3 separate regions of the Mus musculus genome follow, and regions 1 and 2 are each linked to region 3. A link is a contact called in public Hi-C and HiChIP or PLAC-seq data. All regions are on one chromosome and are shown on one strand. The core of a region is the stretch at or near the end of the contact, and the rest is flanking DNA. Distances in the headings are between cores, read along the strand shown.

Region 1 (3,514 bases), core at 994-3,493, 38 kb after region 3:
ATACAAGGATCTGAGTTCTAATCCCCAGGCCCCAAATAAAGCCATTCTCCACAGTGGGTAGCTCTACTCACAGAGTTCCTACCACAAGGGGGAGGGAGGAAAGAGACTCTCTGGTGTCCACAGTGGTGAACAAAAGTCCCTGTATCAAAGGCGTGGAAGGTGAAAGAAGCTTAGGTTATCTACTGACTTCCACACACATACACACCACAGCACCTACACACACACACACACACACACACACACACACACACACACACACACACACACACATTCTGAACTCATACATCTTTACTTTGTCCTGCCAACCTTGACACAGACACTGTTGACAACACACCAAAATTTAACCACAAATTTTATATGTTAATTATTAAAAGATTCTTACAACCTCAAGCACAAGAAATACAGGGTGGCCTTATTCCATAAAGAACTCGTGTATGTGGAAATAAACCTGAGCATCCATCACTCAGTAATGAGCCAGCCCTGCCTCAAGTCCATAACTTCAGACAAGTTCCATGTATTTTCCAGACCTGTCGTACAGTAGACTCAGAGAACAGAGTTCCTCAGTGCTGTATGAAGTTGTGCCTCAAATTCAAGCAAAATAAAATAACTGAGCTGACATATTTCCAGCTCAAGCTAACCAGGCTGTTGTTTTCATAACTAGAATTCTGCAGAGTGACTGGAAAAGGGACCTCTGGGTTACTTATCCAGCACTAACTTTTTACTATTAATTAAAAAGAAGTGGAGCTTTTGCTGATAGATAAAAAAGTACTTATATTAGTCAGGCATTCTGAATAGAAAATAAAATCTAATTTAATGTCTTTGTGTGCTTTGTGATTTTTTTTTTAATGTCATTAGGCTCAAGTCCTCCCACACAGAGAAGATGAGCTTGCTCCAAGCCACTTGTCTTGCTCATAGGACATCAACAATTCTAACACACTGTAGTCTTCCTGAGAGCTTGCAAAGCAGTTCTTGGAAGCCAGTTGTCATGGTTTAAAGAGACTTGGAGGCTGGGCACAAAGGTCCGTTGGTAGAACGTTTGCCTGGTTAGTGCACGAAGGCTTGCTTTGGGTACCAAGGACTGTGTTAATTGGGCGTGCTGGCACACGCCTGTAACAACCAGACATGGGGAAAGTAGAATCCTGAGGATCAGAAGGTCAAGGTAATTGTTGGCTAAGTAGTGAGTTCAAGGTCAGCCAGGGCTTCATGAGACCCGGTCTCAAAAGATAAAATGGACTTGGGGAAGGGGCAGGACAAAAAGGAAAAGGGCAGAAAAGGTGTGTGTGTGTGTGAGAGAGAGAGAGAGAGAGGCAGAGACAGAGAGAGAGGGGAGAGGGGAGAGAGAAACAGACACACAGATAGACAGAGACAGAAACACAGAGATTGAAAATAAGAGTTCACCAAGAACATCAACCTGGAAACCTTACCCTAAGAATATGCCATCTACCTCATAATTATTCATTAAAATATATATTTTTTAAGCCACAATACAGAACCTACTGTGCTGCTATCCCCTTTTAGAGACAGCCCACTCCCGTCTCTCTCTGGAGTGCTTTGCTTTGTCTAATAAACTTCTGTCTAAACTGTTGGTGTCTTTTGATTGACTTCTTTCCTTTCAGAAGCCTAGGAGACACGCCCCGACCTTCTACACATTCCCTTCAAATTTAACTGCAAGGACCCGCTAGTCCTTTACTGCCAAGGACCAGATAGTAATCATCTCAGGCCTTGCAAGGCAGAATTGTGCAGCAAGCCCTTAGTTGCTGTTCTAAAGCAGGAAAACAGCCACGGCCAAAGTATACAGTAACGACTGTGGTTGCATTCCAACAAAACATGAAGTGTTTAAGCCCAGGCTGCAATTATGTTTTGTGCCTGAGGAGTGAACACCTAAGTGCCACCTAAGGGGGGTCCCGGCTGAAAGGAGGAGGCACGGCGAGCCCAGCTTAGGAGTTGAGCATCCTGGGGGCAACGGGAGGGGCAGGATGAGGACTGAAGTGACACACTTGGCACCCAGTGTGTGACAGTGAGGTGGGAAGGTGTACACCTAGGTCACCACCAGGCACATCACTCACTTGGATACGCCAGCAGTGACGAAGGCCATAGCCACAGCGCAACTAGGACCACCAGCTTCATGGGCGTCGTTCAGAGCACTCCGCCATCCGACGGGAACGTCCTGGGGCCACCAGGCCTGGGTACCTCAGGGCCGAAAGGAGGGGATGTCAGAGGCCTACCGTCCCACGTCAGGGCCTTGGCGCCCCGCAACGGTTGCCCCAGTGAATGGATGGGGGCAGGGCGGCCGCGTGCGTGTTACGCATGCGTGTTAGGACTGCTCAGACTAGGAAGTGGCTCGATGGCGATGGGCCGCTACAGGTCCTAGGGTAGGGGCTAGAGAAGCTCGATAAGTGGCACTCTATGGCACTCCCCGGTTGAAAAGCCTGGCCTCAAGCCTTCAGCCGTTGCACAGAAGTGGATGTCTGATCGAAGAGATAACCTAGAGATTACACAGAGATGATTGTGATCGGAACTACTGAAGGAGACCCCAGTTTGCCCCTAAAAGAGATGAGACTGAAGGATCAATTGCAAGAAGGCTGAGAGCGCCCCCAATAGCTATTGGTAGTTCAGATTGCATGATTGACTGCAGTGTGTGTGTGTAGGTAGGGACATTGCAGGCTCTGTGAAGAACTTTGGTTGTCGTTTTGATTTGTTAAGATTACATGCCATTTCTTTGATGATAAAGAGGTAGAAATGATGGAGAAATGCATGACTGTAAACGGATAGTGTAATAGAATTAGTTAGGGTCTTCTCTGTCCCAGACTGACCTGGAACTACACTGCACCCACGGATAATCTGAACTAATGAAATTTCTGCCTCCACCTTCCAAACCCTGAGTTTACAGGCACAGGTATGGACCAGCATGTATCATTTCTGCTGTACTAAGTATTGAACCCAGGGCTGTGCCTGATTTAGACCAGCGCTCCACAGCCTGAGCTACTCCCCAGTCTCAGTGAGAGAATGTGTTGTTGTTGTTGTTGTTTTGGGGGGGGTGTTGTTTCTGTTTTTGTTTTCTTTTTTTGTTGTTGTTGATTTTTTTTGGAGTTATAGTCATGTGGCTACTCAATTCTATATGTGGGTTAAAATCTGTAGAACTATACTTTTTTTTCTGTATGATTAATCATTAAAACTCACATGTAATGAAATGTCTGTCTTAGAAACAAGGAACTTAGATTCCAGTCTGAGACAATGGGGGGATGCTTCAATGTTCTGAGCTAAGGAAGGCTGAGATTAGATGACAGCGGTAAAAAGCTTAGACTCATTGTAGAGACCAGAAGATGTCAAAGAAGGCAGAGTAGAGGCAAGGTCTAGTGAGGAGACTCGGGGGTACTGCTGAGGGCCTGGACTCCTGGGAGCAGACAATTCGGAGCATGTGATCATGTCTGAGACATGTAGAGTTAAAATCAGTAAGACTGTGCTTAGAGAGGTGGAGACAGGATCAAGGGTTGAAGTCTAGGCCAGCTCCATG
Region 2 (3,363 bases), core at 108-2,607, 42 kb before region 3:
TGTGTGCTCACTAGGGCCAGTAAGCCCTAGTGATCTCCCAACCCCTCCAGCGCTGGGATTACAGGCATGTGCCTCAGGCATGTGCAGCCACTCCCAGGTTTACAAGTCTGTGTACTGAGTGTATGCAGTGCCATAGAGGCCTGAAGAGAGCATCAGACCTCCTGCAACTGGAGTTCCAGAGTTTTGTAAGGTACCATGTGAAGGTTGGGAACTGAACCCAGGACTTGTGTAAGAGCAACAAGTGCTCTCAACCAAACCACTGAGCCATCTCTACATTTCTCACTTTTTTTCTTTTTTTTTTTGATACAGGCTCTCACTGGCCTTAGGCCAGAATGGTTGTCCCAGTGACCCCATTCTGTTTCCACACTAGAATTACAGGTGTATATCAACATGGCTGGTTTTTAAAATTCCAGGTTCTGGGTATTAAATTCAGATAATTATGCTTCTGTGACAAGCCCTTTGCCAACAGGGCCATCTCCATAGCTACCAAAGAAAAAATTCCTAAAGACTGTGCGACTCTCGTGGGACTGGACCCAAGGGTCCAGATTTTCCATGATGCTAACCAGGGCATCTGCTCCAATTACCACCAAGAGGAATGATGGGTTCAGTTTCTTCTTCTTCTTCTTCTTCTTCTTCTTCTTCTTCTTCTTCTTCTTCTTCTTCTTCTTCCCTTCTGCCTCCTCTTCCTCCTTCTTCCACTCTTCTTCTTTTTGTTTTATCCTCAGAAAGTGCAATGGGGCCATTTCCTGTCATAGCTGATGGACATGTGAGTTAGACACCTAGGATCTCAGCTGCTACAGTAGGTACTTGTATATCAAGGAGAGGCAAAATACGCTTGATTAAAATGAGGCTCTCACACACGCAGGGCACTGGTGACACACACCTTTGATCTCAGCACTTAGGAGGCAGAGGCAGGCGGATTTCTGAGTTCAAGGCCAGCCTGGTCTACAGAGTGAGTTCCAGGACAGCCAGGACTATAAAGAGAAACCCTGTCTCAAAAAAACAAAACAAAACAAAAACAAAACCCAAAAAAACAAAAACAAAACAAACAAACAAACAAAACCCCCAAAAGCTCTCACACTAATTAACCTTCTGCATTGGTAGGAATGGAAACGAAAGGCAGGGACTGCACTGTGGAACTGGACACACACGAGATCCCCAAACTCTTTCCTGTTCTTTTAGGAAGTGTCCTCTTTTTCTTTTTTCCCAGGCTGGTCTGGAACTTACAATGTAGCTGAAGGTGACCTTGAACTTCTGATCCTCCTGCTTCTACCGGATGAGTCCTGGGATTACAGGCAACACATCCAGTTTTATGGAGTACTTGGGACCACACCCAGTGCTTCATGAATACCAGGCAAGCACTCAGCCAAAACAACTATCTCTCCACCCCTAGGTTTTTGAACAATTCCAGGCAAAAGCTGCTCTGACTTCAGCACCATTGAACTCAAGGCTCCTTTATCCTCCACAGGCTTAGGAAGAAGCAGAATGAAGCAGAACTCAGCTTTGTTGTGTTCTTGCTTGGGCTCCTTGCAATGCCCTGCATCTTAAGAGTATTATCTCACTTAACCCTAACAGTCACTCTGACGACAAATATCCTTACCATCTCCATGTTTTACAGAAGAAACAGGGACCCAAGGAAGTCCCCTGGCTTGCTAAGGTCAAATGAATAAGATCTGGCAAGTGAGGCCTGAGTTCAAGTTCTTCTCCCCTGCCTTAGATCCCAAGGGCCTTCATGACTCTAGGAAAGACACGGGAGCGCAGGGGCCTTGAGATGATCACACTTCTCTAAGCTCTGACCCCATAAGGAGACGCCTAACAAAACATCCTTGTCTTCCTCTTTGCAAGAATGTGAGTTTGTACATACTAGACAGACCTTGCTAGGTTGTACCCCCCACATGGGCTTTGTATTTTATTTTATTACACTGGGGATGTGTGTGAGTGTGAACGAACATGAGAGACACATGCACTTCTGTCTCATTCCACCGTGTAGGACCCAGTTGTCAGACTTAGCAGCAAATGTGTTTAACCACTGAGCCATCTTGCTGATTACCTCCTGCACACCTCTTATTCTGTGAATTCGAACCTTTAGACATACACAACACATTTACATACATACTCACAGACACACATACTCACAGACACAAAATTTTAAAAATGAAATAAATATTTTTTAAAAAATCTAAATGTAACCCATTTGGGAGGGTGCCTGCACAACATGCCCAAGGCCCTGAGTTCCAGCCCCAGCCCCACATAAATCATGGTGATGCACTCTGGTAATCCCAGCACCAAGCTGGAAGCAGGAAGATCAGGAATTCAACCTTTGGCAACATCATGAGTGCAAGGCCCATCTGTCTCAATAAATATCTAAAACTGAGTTTAGAAAATGGTGTGTGTGTGTGTGTGTGTGTGTGTGTGTGTGTGTGTGGTGTTACACCTTCCCTCTCAATATGTGATGACACCTCAAGGGATGCTGCCCACCCACAAGCCAAGGTGTTTCTGCAGAGGCTTCACAGTACCATCTGCTCCAGTTTCCACAAAGCCACGAGTGTCCTATTTTCTGTGAAATTCCATTCCGAGGGGCAGCACTGACACAGTGGGATCAGATACTGCATCTCATTCAATATGCCTCCCAAACGGCAGGGGGATGGACTGGATGAGCTCGGAAGGCTTCTGTGTTCTTTGCTATTGTGTACCCAGCCCTGTCAATTGGCTTCCAGCAGCTTACTCTGAAACCTCTAGCCTTATAATCTCTGAAACTCTGAAACCTCTAGCCTTATACTCTCCTGACCAGCTAGCCACGTGATGTTTTCCCCCTTTGAGTATAAAAATAGCATTTATCTTATTCCTAAAAAAAAAAAAAAAAAAAAAAAAAAAAAATTGGCCATTCAGAAAGCCAACACTAAGTTATGATGCTCACATATAAAGCCTGTGTTAACGTGGTAGCTATTTCTGGCCTGTCTTTTTTTCTAATCATATACATTTGAAACTCCTGAGACAGGTTTGTTCTGGGAGCCTTCTGGGGAAGGTGAGCCAGAAAATTACTACCTCCAGGTATTCATTTGCACCCTAAGGTTGTGGCTCTCTTCGAGGGTGCTCTATTGAGCCACAGAGAAATCTGGAAAGCCTACAACGACCTGTGACCTAAAAGGAGAGATACTCCATTGCTGTAACAAATGTTGTGACAGAAAGCAATAAGGGAAAGAAAGGGTTAAACGCCTGACAAGTATAGGCTGCCACCGTCATTTCAGGAAAGTCTAGGCAGGAACTCAAGCAGGTAGTCACATCATACCCAAAGTCAAGAGCAGGAAGAAGTGAACACACCCATGCTGCCTGCTGGCTTTCGTCACTAGGCACAGTGTAGGG
Region 3 (3,664 bases), core at 990-3,489:
GAGCCATAAAAAGACTGGCGATGTACTTGTTTGGCACAGACCATGCCCCAGGTGTCTGGACTCCCGTTTGGGCTTGTGCTAAGCTTGGTCCCTGTGTCCACAACTTTATCTTTATATCTGCTCATGATCTATGCAGGCTTTTCAGGCCAGCCTCAGACTTCCATGAGGCTGTTTCTCATTTTAATACTTAGATCACTTAAGCCTGGGACTAAAAATAATGAATAATGCCCATGTCTGGGCATTGGTGTTCCCCCTATACACTGGGTGGCCCATCCCTTGGCCATTACCTGAAATACACTCACTTGAGCTCTTGAAATCTCCCACCTCTGTGTGTAGCATGTGCAGCTATGTGTGGCCGAGTGAGGCCAGGTTCTGATGTCACATGCCTTTCTCTGTCACTCTCCTCCTTATGTTTGGTGTCAGGGTCCCTCATTGAATCTGGAGATAGTTCAGGTTATTGGTCAATAACCTCCCGGGGTCCCCAGTGCAGTGGGGGGACAGGTGCACCCCACCATACACAGCTATTTTTCCTCAGGTACTCATGGTTGTACAGCAGTGGCGTTACCTATTGAGCTATCTCCCCCCATCCAGTATTGGAGATCTCAGGTGACATTACCATCTCTACATTTGTTTATTTAAAAAATATTACATAAGCCATGCATAAGTATATGGATTTAAAATATCATCATGAGTAACTCCTGGCTAAAGTCTTAAGGTTTTATTTTTTATTTATGTGTGTCTTATATGGGGCTTCCATTGCTTCGAAGAGACACTATGACCATGGCAACACTTATAAAGGAAGCTGGCTTATAGCTCAGAGGTTTTGTCCATTGTCACCATGGTGGGAAGCACAGAGGCATATAGGCAGACGCACTGGAGAAGTAGCTGAGAGTTCTACACCTGGATCCACAGGCAGCAGGAAGAGAGAGTGTGACTGAGCCTGGCTTGAGCATCTGAAACCTCAAAGCCCACCCCCAGTGACACACTTCCTCCAGCAAGGCCATATCTACTTTAATAAGGCTACATCTCCTAACAGTGGCACTCCCTCTGAGCCTATGGGAGCCATTTTCATTCAAACCACCACAATGTGTGTAACAAGAGTGTGTGTGGTGCTGCCCACAGAGGCCAGGAGAGACCATAGGATCCCCTGGAACTGGAGTCACAGGCTTTGTGAACCACCAGCTATGGGTACCAAGAACCAAACCCTGGTCCTCTGGAAGAACAGCCGTGCTCATGACTGCTGAGCATGTCTCCAGCATGTGCCCAGGATAAGGAGCTCAGGTGAAAGCAGAGGGTGGGGAGATAGGGTACCCTTGGCAGCTACCTGGGACAGTTCCTAAAGATGGCGCTTTAATATCTGAACTGGAGCCAGACTGTTGGATGCTCACTGCATCCCTGTGATTGGGGGCCACGGGAGAAGGAAACCCTGAGTAGGGTATGGTCACCGGGCTGGGCCCCCCCCCCATGGGTGAGAGAATCATGTAGGAGTGGGAAAGAGGGGGACGGAGAAAAGGGAAAGGGGGGAGGGCATGTGGAGGTCAGAGAACAGTCCTAAGCAGCTGGTTCTCTCTTTCCACCATCTGGGTCCTGGAGTGGCACTCTGGTCGTCAGTGTTGGTGGCGAGTACCTTCATCTGCTGAGCCATCTCTCTGGCCCGTCATTTATTTTTCTGTCACGTGAACAGGCATGTCAGATAGTCTTTTTTAAACATAATGTTCTATTGGGGTTTCTTTTTTTAAAAAAATATACCTTTTGCCACAAAAACATCAATTTTTTTTTTTTTTTTGAGGAAGGATCTCATGTAGCCCACTCTGACCTTGAACTCACCACGGCGCTGAGACTGGCCTTCCATTTCTGATTCTTCTGCCTTCATATCCACACGTGCTGGATTACAGGCGTGGGCTTCGACGTCTGCACCCGACACACATCGATTTGTTCACTCTGTGGATGGTAAAGTGATGGCTCAGAGAGGCACATCTCCAAGCACAGCACAGCAGAAACTATGTCAGTCCAGTGACCCGACTGCTGACCAGGTGTTTGCACAGGGACAATCTCTGCTGCTGTCCCTAACACCGCCCCCCACCTTTTCAGTCTTGTCTGCCAGGCTAGTGACACTTCTCAGTAAAGCTTGTGTGACCTCTCCTCCCATCAGTGTCCTCTGGCTCCCAGCGCATTAACAAACGGCACTTGTGCACCTAACGGTTGGTTTTGCTAATGCCTGCTGTCTCTCAGAGCAGAATGGCTCTGGCAGCGTCACTCCGCCCGCTGTGTTTGCACTCCTGGTCTCCAGATCCCAGCTGACAACTTGATGTGCTGCACTCCTTTCCAGAGCTCGTACGTTTCAGTACTCCCGTGCTCCAGTGACACTCTCAGCCAGCTTAGGCCTGTCCACCTCACGCGTGCTAGGTCTCCGGCACCACAGGTCAGACCCTGGGAAGTTCACAGCTTACAGAGAAGAAGGACAGATACCCACAGATGGTCAGAGACTGAGCCTGGAGGTGCTGCCTGAAGCAGAGAGTCTGTAACAGGGTGCGTCCTCCAGGCCCTCTTTCATTCCATTTAAACCCTTTAGGAACGATCCTGCCTCCGGGTGAAGTGAAGTGAAGCCTCCGGAGATTCCCTGGTTCTACAGCGCCCTCTTGTGGACAACTGGAGTCTGCCTATAGAGAAAGCAAAGGGCACTTTCGATTAGTCATGGGGGACAGAAGGACACTCAATTCTTCCGACCAAGTTCTTTCACCTATGACCAGTGTCTTAGCTCCTTTCCGGGTTAGTTGTATGTCAACTTGACACAGACTTCATTCATCTGGGAAGAGAGACTTGCACTAGCAAAGTGCCCTGTGATATTAGCCTATACATAATCCTATGGGGCATTTTCTTGATTAATGATTAATGTGGGAGGACCCAGCCCTCTGTGGGTTATGCCGCCCCTGGGCTAGAGGTCCTGGATTGTATTAAAAATAATGGGCTGAGCAGGCTGTGGGGAGCAAGCCAGAAAGCAGCCCTCCTCCACAGGCTGTGCTTCAGTCCCTGCCTCTTGTCCCTGCCCTGACTTCCTTTGGTGACTGACACACTACAATGTAGAACTGTAAGATGAAATAAACCCTTTCCCTCCCAAAGTGCTTTATTACAGCAACAGGCGCATAACTAGATGGTTGTTTTCCAGTTCGTTGATAGAAAAGACCCTGGCAAAGACAACTTGAAGAAGGATGGGTTTATTCTGACTCCCAGTTTGAGGTCCAGCCCATCACAGCAGGGGAGAAAATTCCCATAGGGGGGAACCTGAAGCAGAGGCTCAAACTGAATATTCAGTCCAAGAGCAGAGTGCACCTGCAGCTTTCGGGGAGTCTCCTGACTCCATCTCTTGTCTTGCCCTAAGGCAACTGGGATTACAGACATGTGCTATCATGTCTGCCTTTGTGTGGGCTCTAGGGGGTCCAAATTTGGAACCTCATACACATGTGGCAAGTGCTTTTACCCACTGTCCCACCTTCGATTACTGGAGACTGTGGGGAAGGCCCTAGCACCAGGCCTGGCCCCAGCTCCAACAGGCGAAGCTTCGTGCGAGTGAGCCCCTCTTTTCCAACCACCTTCACTGGAACAACCAGGGCATGTGATTAGCCTCGGTCCCAGTGGAAAAGACTGACGAGGAGAGGTTGTCAGG

Evidence for each region. Hi-C and Micro-C count contacts between places; a contact is called where the count stands out from the background. HiChIP or PLAC-seq counts read pairs in DNA pulled down with a chosen protein or histone mark.
Region 1: a contact with region 3 is called in a Hi-C map of morula, with 1.7 times the contacts expected there. The contact joins the promoter of Spesp1 here to the promoter of A730043L09Rik in region 3. A contact is called at or near these places in 5 of 39 promoter capture datasets (the 3T3-L1 cell line, embryonic stem cells, hippocampal neurons and 1 more), 22 of 484 Hi-C or Micro-C datasets (CD4 T cells, the G1E-ER4 cell line, the HL-1 cell line and 11 more), 1 of 115 datasets of contacts at active chromatin or transcription factors (embryonic stem cells) and 1 of 9 other capture datasets (pancreatic islet).
Region 2: a contact with region 3 is called in an H3K27ac HiChIP or PLAC-seq map of embryonic stem cells, with 13 read pairs. The contact joins the enhancer-like site here to the promoter of A730043L09Rik in region 3. A contact is called at or near these places in 1 of 15 datasets of contacts at CTCF or cohesin (embryonic stem cells), 12 of 484 Hi-C or Micro-C datasets (the N1E-115 cell line, cerebellar granule neurons, cerebral cortex and 4 more) and 4 of 115 datasets of contacts at active chromatin or transcription factors (all in embryonic stem cells).

The regions. Positions count from the first base shown.
Region 1 is chr9:62,279,936-62,283,449 of GRCm38.p6, forward strand. Spesp1 (sperm equatorial segment protein 1) reads right to left here and starts at 2,244. Exons shown (of 2, transcript NM_025721.2): 1 at 2,067-2,244. The coding sequence starts at 2,127.
Region 2 is chr9:62,201,209-62,204,571 of GRCm38.p6, forward strand. No RefSeq gene overlaps it. Among named protein-coding and RNA genes, the nearest start is that of Gm35227, 36 kb to the left of the region's middle. Within about 2 kb of position 1,358, at least 17 of the 459 cell types and tissues checked have an H3K27ac peak or open chromatin away from gene starts, as enhancers often do. A contact at or near this core is called in cerebellar granule neurons and embryonic stem cells, where this site is marked.
Region 3 is chr9:62,241,861-62,245,524 of GRCm38.p6, forward strand. A730043L09Rik (RIKEN cDNA A730043L09 gene) reads right to left here and starts at 2,240. Exons shown (of 3, transcript NR_040769.1): 1 at 2,084-2,240; 2 at 1,828-1,941; 3 at 736-1,669.